Linked DNA regions of Callithrix jacchus: region 2 is linked to region 1. A link is a contact called in public Hi-C data. All regions are on one chromosome and are shown on one strand. Each heading gives the region's core, a stretch centred on a gene start, on an enhancer-like site or on the middle of the called end of the contact. The rest is flanking DNA. Distances are from core to core; before and after follow the strand shown. Region 1 overlaps UNC5B (unc-5 netrin receptor B). Region 2 holds the start of UNC5B (unc-5 netrin receptor B).

What was found. Hi-C and Micro-C count contacts between places; a contact is called where the count stands out from the background.
Region 2: a Hi-C map of induced pluripotent stem cells shows a contact between it and region 1, with 2.5 times the contacts expected there. The contact joins the promoter of UNC5B here to the enhancer-like site in region 1. A contact is called at or near these places in 3 of 3 Hi-C or Micro-C datasets (induced pluripotent stem cells and skeletal muscle).

Annotation. Positions count from the first base shown.
Region 1 is chr12:58,873,431-58,878,497 of calJac240_pri, reverse strand. The region is part of intron 1 of UNC5B (unc-5 netrin receptor B); the gene reads left to right. Among named protein-coding and RNA genes, the nearest start is that of SLC29A3, 50 kb to the right of the region's middle. Within about 2 kb of position 2,112, at least 5 of the 16 cell types and tissues checked have an H3K27ac peak or open chromatin away from gene starts, as enhancers often do.
Region 2 is chr12:58,931,036-58,936,102 of calJac240_pri, reverse strand. It overlaps UNC5B (unc-5 netrin receptor B), which reads left to right and starts at 2,721. Exons shown (of 18, transcript XM_035268057.3): 1 at 2,721-3,236.

The DNA.
Region 1 (5,067 bases), core at 863-3,362:
GCCCCACGCGAGTCTGTTTCATTCTCTCCTTCTAGCTTGCATCAGCCTTTTTCAGCTCTGTGTCATCACAGAGTGGACCAAGGCAGCGGCTGGGAGGCTGGGGCAGGGGTGGAGACGAGGAGTGGGGTTCGCCGGGGCCCGGGCAGCCTGGAAGCTAGATCCACTCACCGTTTCTTCCTGAGAATGGAGCACAATAGCCCCCCTTACCTGAGGTCTCCCTGTCCACAGTTTCAGTTACCCATGGTCAACTGCGACACCAAAATATTAAACAGAACATTCCAGAAATCAGCAATTCACTCGTTTTAAATCATATGGCATTCTGAGTAGCATGACGGAATTTCCCATCTCATTCCATCCTGCTCGGGATGTGAACCACCCCTTTGTCCAGGATGTCCACACTATATACACCACCCGGCCTTAGTCACTCGGCGGCTGTCTCTGTTATCAGATCGGAAAAAAAATAGTCTATCTAGAGCTTAGTACTATTCAAGTTCTCAGGCATCCACGGGGGTCTTGGAACATCCCTCACAGATACGGGGACTACTGTAATAGACATTAGCTAGTACATACGGTTGCCCAGCTGGCAAAATGTTTCTGACCCTCTGACCTTGGTGTTTTCAAAAGCACGGTTAGTGAGAGCAAGTAAAAGTGGTCCCATTTCTCAGAAAGGAAAATTGAGGCCCAGAGGGAAGTGGCTGCCCCACGGTTGTCTCATGAGTCACTGACAGTACCAACGAGTTTCAGCTCAAGAAATGCATGGGATTATAAGAGCCTGGAGATTGAAAAAAAAAAAATCCCTAGAGTCGTCCAGGTGGAAGTAGTTAAAGCCTGCTTCCTAGAAGGAGGGAACTGGTTCCTTGGCGGAGGAGAGAGCTACTGAAAAAGTTATGGATTGATTTTTGCACGGGTGGTCGGGGGGCCGGCCAACAGACCATTGCATGGCTGTGGGGGTGGGCTGGAGGCAGACCAAGTGCTGGTCTGTAAGTCTTAATGTCTGGATTCGTAACCTTGAAACTTTGCCGTGATTCCCCATGGTGGAACTGAAGCTTGGTGATTGCTCACTGAGCCTCACCACAGGTGTGGTCAAGAGGAGGCCCTCAGGAAGAGTTTGATGAATGAATGAATGAGTCCTTGCTCACCATCTGCCTCCCTCCAAGTGCACCTGCGCAGCTACATAGGCCTTCCCCTTGGCCAGTGCCACCTGTCTCCCCACATCTCACCAGCCGACAACGCAGCTGCTCACCCAAACCCAGAGCTGGGGTCTTTCCCAGCACTGGGACGGGAGAAGCAAACACAGGAGCCTTGGCCTGCGGGCCAGGTTGCCCACATTCCAGTCCTGGCTTTGCCTCCTAGCTGCTATGTGACAAGAGGCAAGTTACTACTCCTCTCAGGTCCCCAGAGTGTTCTGGGTCTCTGAGTCTACAAGGCCTGCCCTCCCTGGAGCCCATGGAACCTGAGCCCCAGTCCTGCCTTGGGGACGGAGGCTAGAGATGGCTGCCTTCCTCCCTCAGCCCTAGGAACTGAGAAAGAATCCAAGTGGCTTTAGATTCAGAAAGATCCAAGGGGAAGCCCCTACCCCGTTCCAAGGACCCCTTCTACTCACTCCCCACAGCCAGGCGCTCTCAGGGACTCTCTCTCCCTCTCCCCGTGGCACCATCTTTCCCTCTGTTCATCTCTCCCATTTGCCCTCCCCTTCTCATGCCCATTTCACAGATTGGCACAGGCCAGAGTCCAGCCACCCCTTTTCCTCTGTCCCTGCTATGACTTTCTTTATGCCAGTGTGATGCCAAGATAGGAGTGGCGCTGCAGCCACAGGCTGGTTGTTTGGTCTTGCACAAGCCATTGCTCCTCTCTGGCCTCAGGGTCCCCGGCTGGAGGGGAAGGGTTTGGACGTAGATTGGAGGGCCCCATAGCCCAGGGTCTGAGCTGCCTCCTGGTGGTGGTGCTGACAGCAGCAGGTGAGGATTGCAGCAATTTTTCCACTTGGAAATGTATTGGCAGCTGCCTCCCCTTTGCAAGGAAGGGTTGTTTGGTCCTAGAGCGTGGCACCGAGGGAGGCAGGGGAAATTTGTATGCCCTGGAGGCTCTAAGCACTGTCCTTCCTGTCTGGCCTAGTCTGGGCAGCCCCCGGGCCCAAGACTGTACCAAGCAACGAGTCGTGGGCTTTTCTGGGAGAAAGTGGCAGGACACTGGGCATCTTCCTGCCCAGAACCCAAACACACAGCCAGCTTGACAGCATTGCCAGGCCCACTCCCCGTGCCAGCTTTGCGTCCTTCAGCTCCTCTAGCAACCTGAAACGCATGGCAGGAGCAGGCAGGCCAGCTGGCCCTCACCCGTCTGACACGTGTGACCGTGCAGGGGTTGGGGGGTGGGGACAGAGAGAGATGCCCGGCATGTTCCGCCTGATTCCAAAGTCCTCAGTCGACAGCCTTTAAGGGAAAGCATAGGACACACAGCTGTACATGGTGAGACCAGATTTAAGTAACTAAATATCTGAGCATCTAAAAAAGTCAGAGAGGATCAATATCCAGTGTCACCCAGCTGGGGTGGGAATAGGGTAGCTTGCATTTTCATCTTTTCTTTTTCTAGATTGTTTACAATGAGGGTACTACCTTTGTAATGAGAATAGACCCCAAAATGTGTTTTCATTTTAAAAAAAAGGAGTTTAAAAAATGAAGCCCCCCCCCCGCCCCGCCCCACCTTTCTTGGGAGTCTGAGGCGCAGTTTCCCTTTGTGGCTCTGCTGCTTAGGTGCTGTGTGATCTGAAGCCAGACCACACCCTCTCTGGTCTCCATCCTCGAGGGCAGTGATTAGATGGTCTCTGAAGTTTCATCAGTCAGTGAAGTCCTGCAGCATGGAATTTCCCAAGGGATGAGCTCCTGTAGCCCAGGTCGGCCCTCCTACCTGCCCCCACTACCCAGACCCCCTCTGGCTGCTCCTTCCCCCCTCCACCTGCCACCCCAGTGTTTGTCCTGTGTCCCCAGTGGGCCAATCTATACCATAAACAAGATTCCCAGGCCCTCGAGGAACTTGCTTCCAGAAAGCAGACCTGTCTGGAAACAGCTAACAAACATACACAAAGAAGGTCATTCCAGAGAGGGGTAAGTCTGCCACGGGAAAAACAAAAAAAATGGCACTGGGGAGACAGCACGGGAAGGTGGAGGGTGGTGCATTTTCACTGGGTGGTCAGGGAAGGCCTCACTGGGGAGGTGGCATTTGAGCTGAGATCTCAATGACAAAGAATCAGCCCAGAGAATATGTGTGTATGGGCAGGGTGGGGAGCTGGGCGGGGGGTGGGGGAGGAGCTCCAAGAGAATGGACCAGCAACGGCACCAAGGCAGGAACAGGCAAGGCCTGTCCCAGGGAAACAGGCCTGCTAGGGTCTGGAGCACAGTGAAAGATGGGTGAGTTGGCCAGGCACAGTGGCTCACACCTGTAATCCCAGCACTTTGGGAGGCGGAGGCTGGCAGGCGGATCACCTGAGGTCAGGAGTTCGAGACCAGCCTGGCCAACATGGTGAAACCCCATCTCTACTGAAATACAAATATTAGCTGGGTGTGGTGGCAGGTGCCTGTAATCCCAGGTACTTTTGAGGCTGAGGCAGGAGAACCTGGGAGGCAGAGGATGCAGTGAGCTGAGACTGTGCCACTGCACTCCAGCCTGGGTGACAGAGTGAGATTGCCTCAAAAAAAAAAAAATAAAATAAAAAGAGAGAGAGAGAGAGAATGGTGAGTCTATGAAGTTGGAGGATTCTGGGTAGCTTGGGACCTTCTTCAGGGGCACAGAGGAGCCACAGGAGGCTGTGCACCACTAGAGGGCGTGGTTTCTCTCTTAGGAGATCACTCTGGAGTTAGGAAAGTAGATTTTAGGGGTGAAAGGAAAAGTAGGGAGTTGAGGGAGAGGAAGGGTCCAGGCGGGAAGACCTGGGCTTGGAGACCACAGTGAGTGGTTGCAGGGGCGGTCATTTGGTGCAAGGCACATCTTCCAGGTTCATCTCGCAGCGTCCAGGCCCCTCCAGCAGCACGGCTGGAAGTGGGGTGAGGAAAGGGAGCCACTAGGGACCCTCACCAGATGGGACTTGAACAACTGGGTGCTTGGTGGAGTCTAAGATTGCAACTCAAACTCACTCCATTCCAACGCTGGGTCGGGGAGAGGTGACCTATAAGATAGTGGGCCTGAGTCGCAGGTGGGGAGCCTTTCGTTACCTTAGGGGGACAGCAGCATTGACACAGGCAACTCTGAGAAAGGCACCGTGGGCCCAGCCTGGGTGGGGCTCTCAGGGTGTCCCCAGAGATAGCTGTGGATGTAACCTGGCTGGGGAATATGTGGGCCTTTTGGTGCAAGTGTGTGTGTCTAGGGGGGCCTGCCAACTGCCACTGGTCGGGGGGCCAGGCTGTCCCCAGGCCTCCCCCCAGATCTCTGTTTGGGAGAGGCAGGCCCACAGAGCAAGGGAAGACAAGTGCTGGAGTTAGGAAGCTGAGACCCTGTCCCTCCAGCAAGCTGGCGAGCTCCCAAGAGGACGGAATGATAGTTGCCTCTGCTGGGCACTTAGGGCCATTGTGAGTTTGGGTGGCTGTGACCTTGAACCCATCCTTTCACACCTCTGAGCCTCGTTTGGGCATCTGTAAAATGGAACGGCTTGGCAGGGTGGTTGTGTTGATGATGGTGATCACTGTCTTGTTGGAACACAGGGTTTTAGGTGCCAGCTGCTGGGAAGATGCTAATGGTCTGCAGAAGGATGGACGAAAGGGCTTTGCGCTCCTTGTCTGGGAAAAGAAGGGGAAACAGAATGTCCCCTCCTCAGGCCCCAGGCTTCTATCACAGTGACCCCATCAGACATGAAACTTGGAAAAGGAACCAAAAATTAGCCCCAGGCCTGAGCCAAAGGAACTCAAAGCCAGGGGAAGGGTCTGGAGGGAGGGCCTGGGGGTGGGAGTCAGGGTGGCCAGTGAGGCAGTGACTGTAGTGTCCTTCCCAGCTCTGTAAGCAGTGTGGCTCCCACAGCCAAGCCCGGGCGTATCCCAGCACTGCACCTGCCCTGGGGCCTCGACCCCAGCCTCCCACCCA
Region 2 (5,067 bases), core at 1,472-3,971, 57 kb before region 1:
CTCTGACCATCAACATTTTTTCCCTTAGCCTTGTTAACGTTCCCACTTAAACCAAGGTTGCTCACATCCCTGCTGTGCAGGAAACTGTCTTAAGTGCTAGATGGGGAAAGGGAACACAGGGCCCCTGACTTCAAGCAGCTTACTGCCTTGTCCTCATGCTTAACTCCCAGCAGAACACCTTTGCTGTGAGTCCCATGGCACTGGGTTTGGGAACACCCAGGCAAATCTTAATCCTGCTACCCCAATGTGTCATCTCAGGGGTGGAGACCATGCCCATTTTTCACCCATCCTGAGGAAAGGCATGGCTCTGGACAATCTGGCCCCCTCTGAAGCTCCTTCCCTGGCCTCAGCTGAGAGCCTGCACTCTTGAGATGCCAGGGCTGGAGAGGAACCACATCTGCAACCGCTCAGCTGTAGGTGGCTGGAGAAGGGTCAGAGAATTGGTACAGGAGCAGGGGCACAGAGCGGTTAGAGATTCCCAACTTGCAAAGTCCCCTACCCTGATGCTGGAGTCCTGGAGGGAGAGCAGGGCCCAGGATCTCCCATGAGCATATTTCAAGAATTGAATGATTAGGCTGAGCAGGGATGTGGGGCAGGGACTGGCAGGAGAGGGTCAATGCCCTCCTTTTGCTTGTCCCCCATCCCTAGTCCCCCTTCTTTCCAGCCAGGAATTACACAAAGCCAAGAAACCAAATACTTGGACTAAAAAGGCCTGCTGGGTACACTTTACCACCTAAACAGCAAAGTTCCAAGGACTGGAACTTTTTAGAAAAATCTCCAGTACCCCACTGGCCTGAAGGAGAGAGAGAGAAGGAAGGTCCGGGGGAGAGAGAACATGCTGTGGTCTCTGCCTGCCACCCTGCCTCTGCGGAGGTCCCTGCTGGGCTCTCCAGCACAAGCACAACCTTGATGGTGTGTGTGCATCCAGGGGATGACAGTCAGGTGTGGGTCTTGGTACAGGCGTGCCTGTATGTGTTTCCTGGTGGTAGTTAAGGATCCAGATACCTATTTGTCTTAGGAGTCATCTGCCTATTCATGTGTTTAGTTGTGTGTGCCTCTGTGTTTGCTTTTTTTAGGCATACATCTTGGGTATGTGGGTGTCTCTGGAGTGTGGTGCCTATTTGTAGGTGTGATGTTTCTGGGAGAGTCCTTTTGCACCTGTGTGTCTTTGTTGTATGTTTTCGTGTGTGTACCTTTGCAGGTGTGTATGGGTGTGTGTGTGTGTGTATGTTTGCAGTGTGTAAGGGTGGAGCTGTTTGGGTGTGCTGAGCTGTTGACTCTCTCATCCATTGCCCTTGCCTGGGCTGTTGGAGGCCAAGCTAAACAACCTACCTTTGCCCACAGCAGCCTTTCTCAATGGACTGAAGTCCTTCTCCAGGGAGTCCCAGTCCCCACCCATTGCCACCCTCCTGATGCTGGGTGCCCAGTCAGAGAGCGTTGGGGAGATGGACTGACTGCATGCACGACCTCCCCCAGATGCTCCAGACCCCAGCTTGTGAGAGGAGTGTGTGTGGAGAGGGTGCTGGGTACTCCTGCCTTTACCTCACTTCTGGGGAAATACCTGGGACAGGCCCCTTCACACAGCCCAATCCAGACCCAGGGAAGGTGTTCTAGTGAGGCTCTCCCATTCAGAGGGTTTCCTTCCAAACTCATCTCCCTGTCCCCTTTGCTTAGTCACTCATTCACTCAAAGCACTGTGATCTCGGGCAGGTGGCTTTACAGCTCTGTGCCTCAGGTCCCTCATCTGTCAAATGGGATGTAAATGGTGTTTACTTCAGAGGGTTGTGAGAATTAATTGAGATCCGCTCATTCTGACCTCTCTGGGTTTCAATCCCAAGAACTACCCATCCTTCAAACCTCACCTGTCCCCACGTATTCCTTGGCCCACCCTTGGATGGTGGGCCACCCCCGGATCAGACTGGCTGGGAGGGGAGAGTCTTTGAAAGAGAGATTATTGACACTTGCTCTGCAGTTTTCACATGATTTTAAAAATTTAATTATATGCCCCCTTGTGAAATAGTTATTCTTTCCCTCCATTTTACAGATGATGGTGAAGGGAGCATCAGAATGGTTAAGTAACTTGTTCAAGGTCACACCGTAATTAAGGGGCAGAGTCCCAAGTTTACACTGAGTCAAAAATGGCTGTCTCGTAGGAGGCTGCTTTACAGCAACCCAGGATCAGAGTGCGGGAGGGGTTCTCAGGGGTCTGGTTAACAGTTTTGCCGGAGATCATACAGACAAGTATGATCAGGTCAGCCAGGATGATCCTAACCTATGCCCAGCTTCATATCGCTGTAAGCCCCCGCGTAACCATGACTTGAATGTTTTCATTTGGGGAGCCTTTTTTGGAAAGACCCCCACTTGTGGAAGGCAGAGCGCATACTACAGACAGGGAAGCCGAAAGTGAGAGTCCTACGTTCAGTCAGAGTAGAAAGCTGACTTGGCCAAGCCAAACGAAGGAGCAGAGGCACATTTCCTTCATTTGGGAGAGCGAAAATTGGGCCGACTCCACATCCAGCGGTTCTTCAGCGGCCGGGTTTTTCAAAGCGCTGGGCCCAGCGTCTCGCGAGGACCCTCCCCAGGAGTACCCCCCCACCCGCTCCGCCCCGCCCAGATGGCCGTCGCATCCCCCCTCAAGGTCTCCCTACCGGCTCCGCCCTCGGCCGCCCAGGCCCCGCCCCGGCCGCACTGTCCCACTCTGCTGGCGAACTCACTCCGGCGAGCGAGCGGCGGCGCTCGGCCTTGTGGCAGGCGGCTGGGGCCGGCGAGGGCGCCGAAGCCGCGGGCGGCGGCGGGGCTCGGAGAGGCGAGCGCAGGGGCTGGCAAGGCACGGCGCCGCCGCTGCGAGCGCCACTGAGCGGTCGCGCAACTTCGGAGCCTGAGCGCCGGAGCCAGGCGAGCGCTCGGAGACCCGGAGCCGGAGGGGCGCGCCCGAGCCTGGCTCGAGAGCCGGCGCCAGGCACCCGTCGCACCCCGAGTGCCAGGCGGCCCTCCGCGCAGCGTGGCTGCCGCTGCCCCCACGGAAGGCACGGGCTGGCGCGGCCGGGCGCCGGGGAGGACGGCGAGGAGGAGGCGGCGGCGGCGGAGGCGGCGGCGGCGAGGCTGGGGCCAGGGAGACAGCCCTGGGGGAGAGGCGCCCGAACCGGGCCACGGGAGCATGTGGGCTCGGAGCGGAGCTCGGGGCGTGCTGCTGCTGGCACTGCTGCTCTGCTGGGACGCGAGGCTGAGCCAAGCAGGTAAGAAGCGATCGGGCCTGGGGGTGCGGGGCTAGGGGACCTTTGCGCCTTTCTCTACCCTGAAGTTGAGGTGGTCTTTCGTCGCACCGATGCGCGCAGGGAAAGCGGCAAGGGCGCCCAAGTTAGAATGTAGATTTTACTGCCTCCCAAAGTGGGCGATGGCGCATCCGCATCGCAGGAGGGGGGCGCATGGAAGGGGTTCACAGGAAGCTGAAATCTCCCTGCTTGCTCCTCGAAGGGATCCCTTCTTCTCCTTGGAAGGGGTGTCGGAGTCAGGGTCTGAGTCTCCGGGAGGATCCGCCTCTTGGGTACCCCCCGGCTCCCCGCGCGCCTGGCGTCTGCGCGGAAAAAGAACTGTGGCTACATAAGCAAGGTGTGCGCTCGCTGCCGTACGCCGGTAACTTCCTAGTCTGGTCCCCGCTAGCCTAGGCTCTTACGCGCTACAGGGACAGGAATCTGCAGACCAGAGGGAGAGAGGGAAAGACCTGCGGAGCGCCAGAAGCGCTCCGGCAGCCGAGGGAGGCCGGCTTCCAGGGCTCCTGAAGCGGAGAGGGCTAAGTCCTGCACACACAGCTTGCACGAGATCGCGGGGCCCGCAGGTCTGGAAGGATTGGTTTTTTCCCCCCTGAGTGTTGGGGTGTGTGTGTGTGTGTGTGTGTGTGTGTGTGTGTTGGATGCGGGCGGGAGTTCTTAGCGATTCTGCCGAGTTTTCTTTTAAATGGGTCACTGACATTCTCGCTGGCCGGGGAACAGACTAGGTGCGCTCTCGGTAGAGCGACCGCTCCGGACCCACCAAGATGACTTCTGCGGACTGGTGGGCTCCTGAAATAAAGTCCCTAACCCGCCTCTCTCACTGTGGATGGATATGTTTCTCGCTCGTCCTGTAGCTGGACCGGGCGGGCGTCACTGGCAGGGCTGCATCTCCCTCGGGAGCCTGTGGACTGACTGGAGCCAGCCTCTGGTACCCGAACCCCAGCAGGTGGGCTGGCCACGGCCACTGGACACCTTGGCTCCGGAGCCACGTGGGAAAGGGGCCTCCTGCGCGGAGTCCTCTCTGAGTTGAGGCTGGGAATGAAGCAGGAAAACTGGAGCAGAAAGTGGACGAGTTGACGTAGCCCTCCCCCATCCTACCTCCTGCTGCGATGTTGCCATCCGCCCTTCCCCCACGTAGCCAAAGATTCCTCGCCCGGGAATTAACTATTCCCACGACCAGGAGTGAAGGCTTGGCTTTAGCACATTCTCCACTTTTTTTGGGGGGGGGGGGTAGGGGAGGGGAGTGCAAGTCCTGTGCAAGTCCTGAGTTACAACACTCAATCATTTGATCCAAGTTAATTATGATTTGGGCAGACTCTGGTATTTAAAGCAGTGTTTTGAAGTTGGAAGGTAATGATGGGGACGGGGGAAGGCAGGCTGCTGAATGTCCAACCTTGTTTTAAAGGGTGCAGTTAGTCGTGGGAGGTGCTGGGTTGGGGTGTTGGTTTCTGGTTGGAGGGTAGGGTGAAGTCTCTGTAGATGGCACATGGGCAGGATTGTGTCTTGGGAAGCTGCTTTTGTACCAGCAGGACAGTGGAATCAGAAATAAGTACTTAGTTTCCCGGGAATGTGGGGCTGTGGTAGGAGAAAGACAAGACTGGTTGGCCTGTAGTTCTCTGGGTGGGTGGGCTTGGCCAGGAAGGCTGGTGGTGGCCTGCATTTTCTGCTTAACAAAGCATCCAGCCCCCACCTTTCCCAGAAGAAACCCTAGGCCCAAGGCTTTGATGGATTTGGGCACGAATGGTGCTCAGCCAGAAATGGCCTCTCATACCGGGCTTTGATTTCTCACCATCGAGCA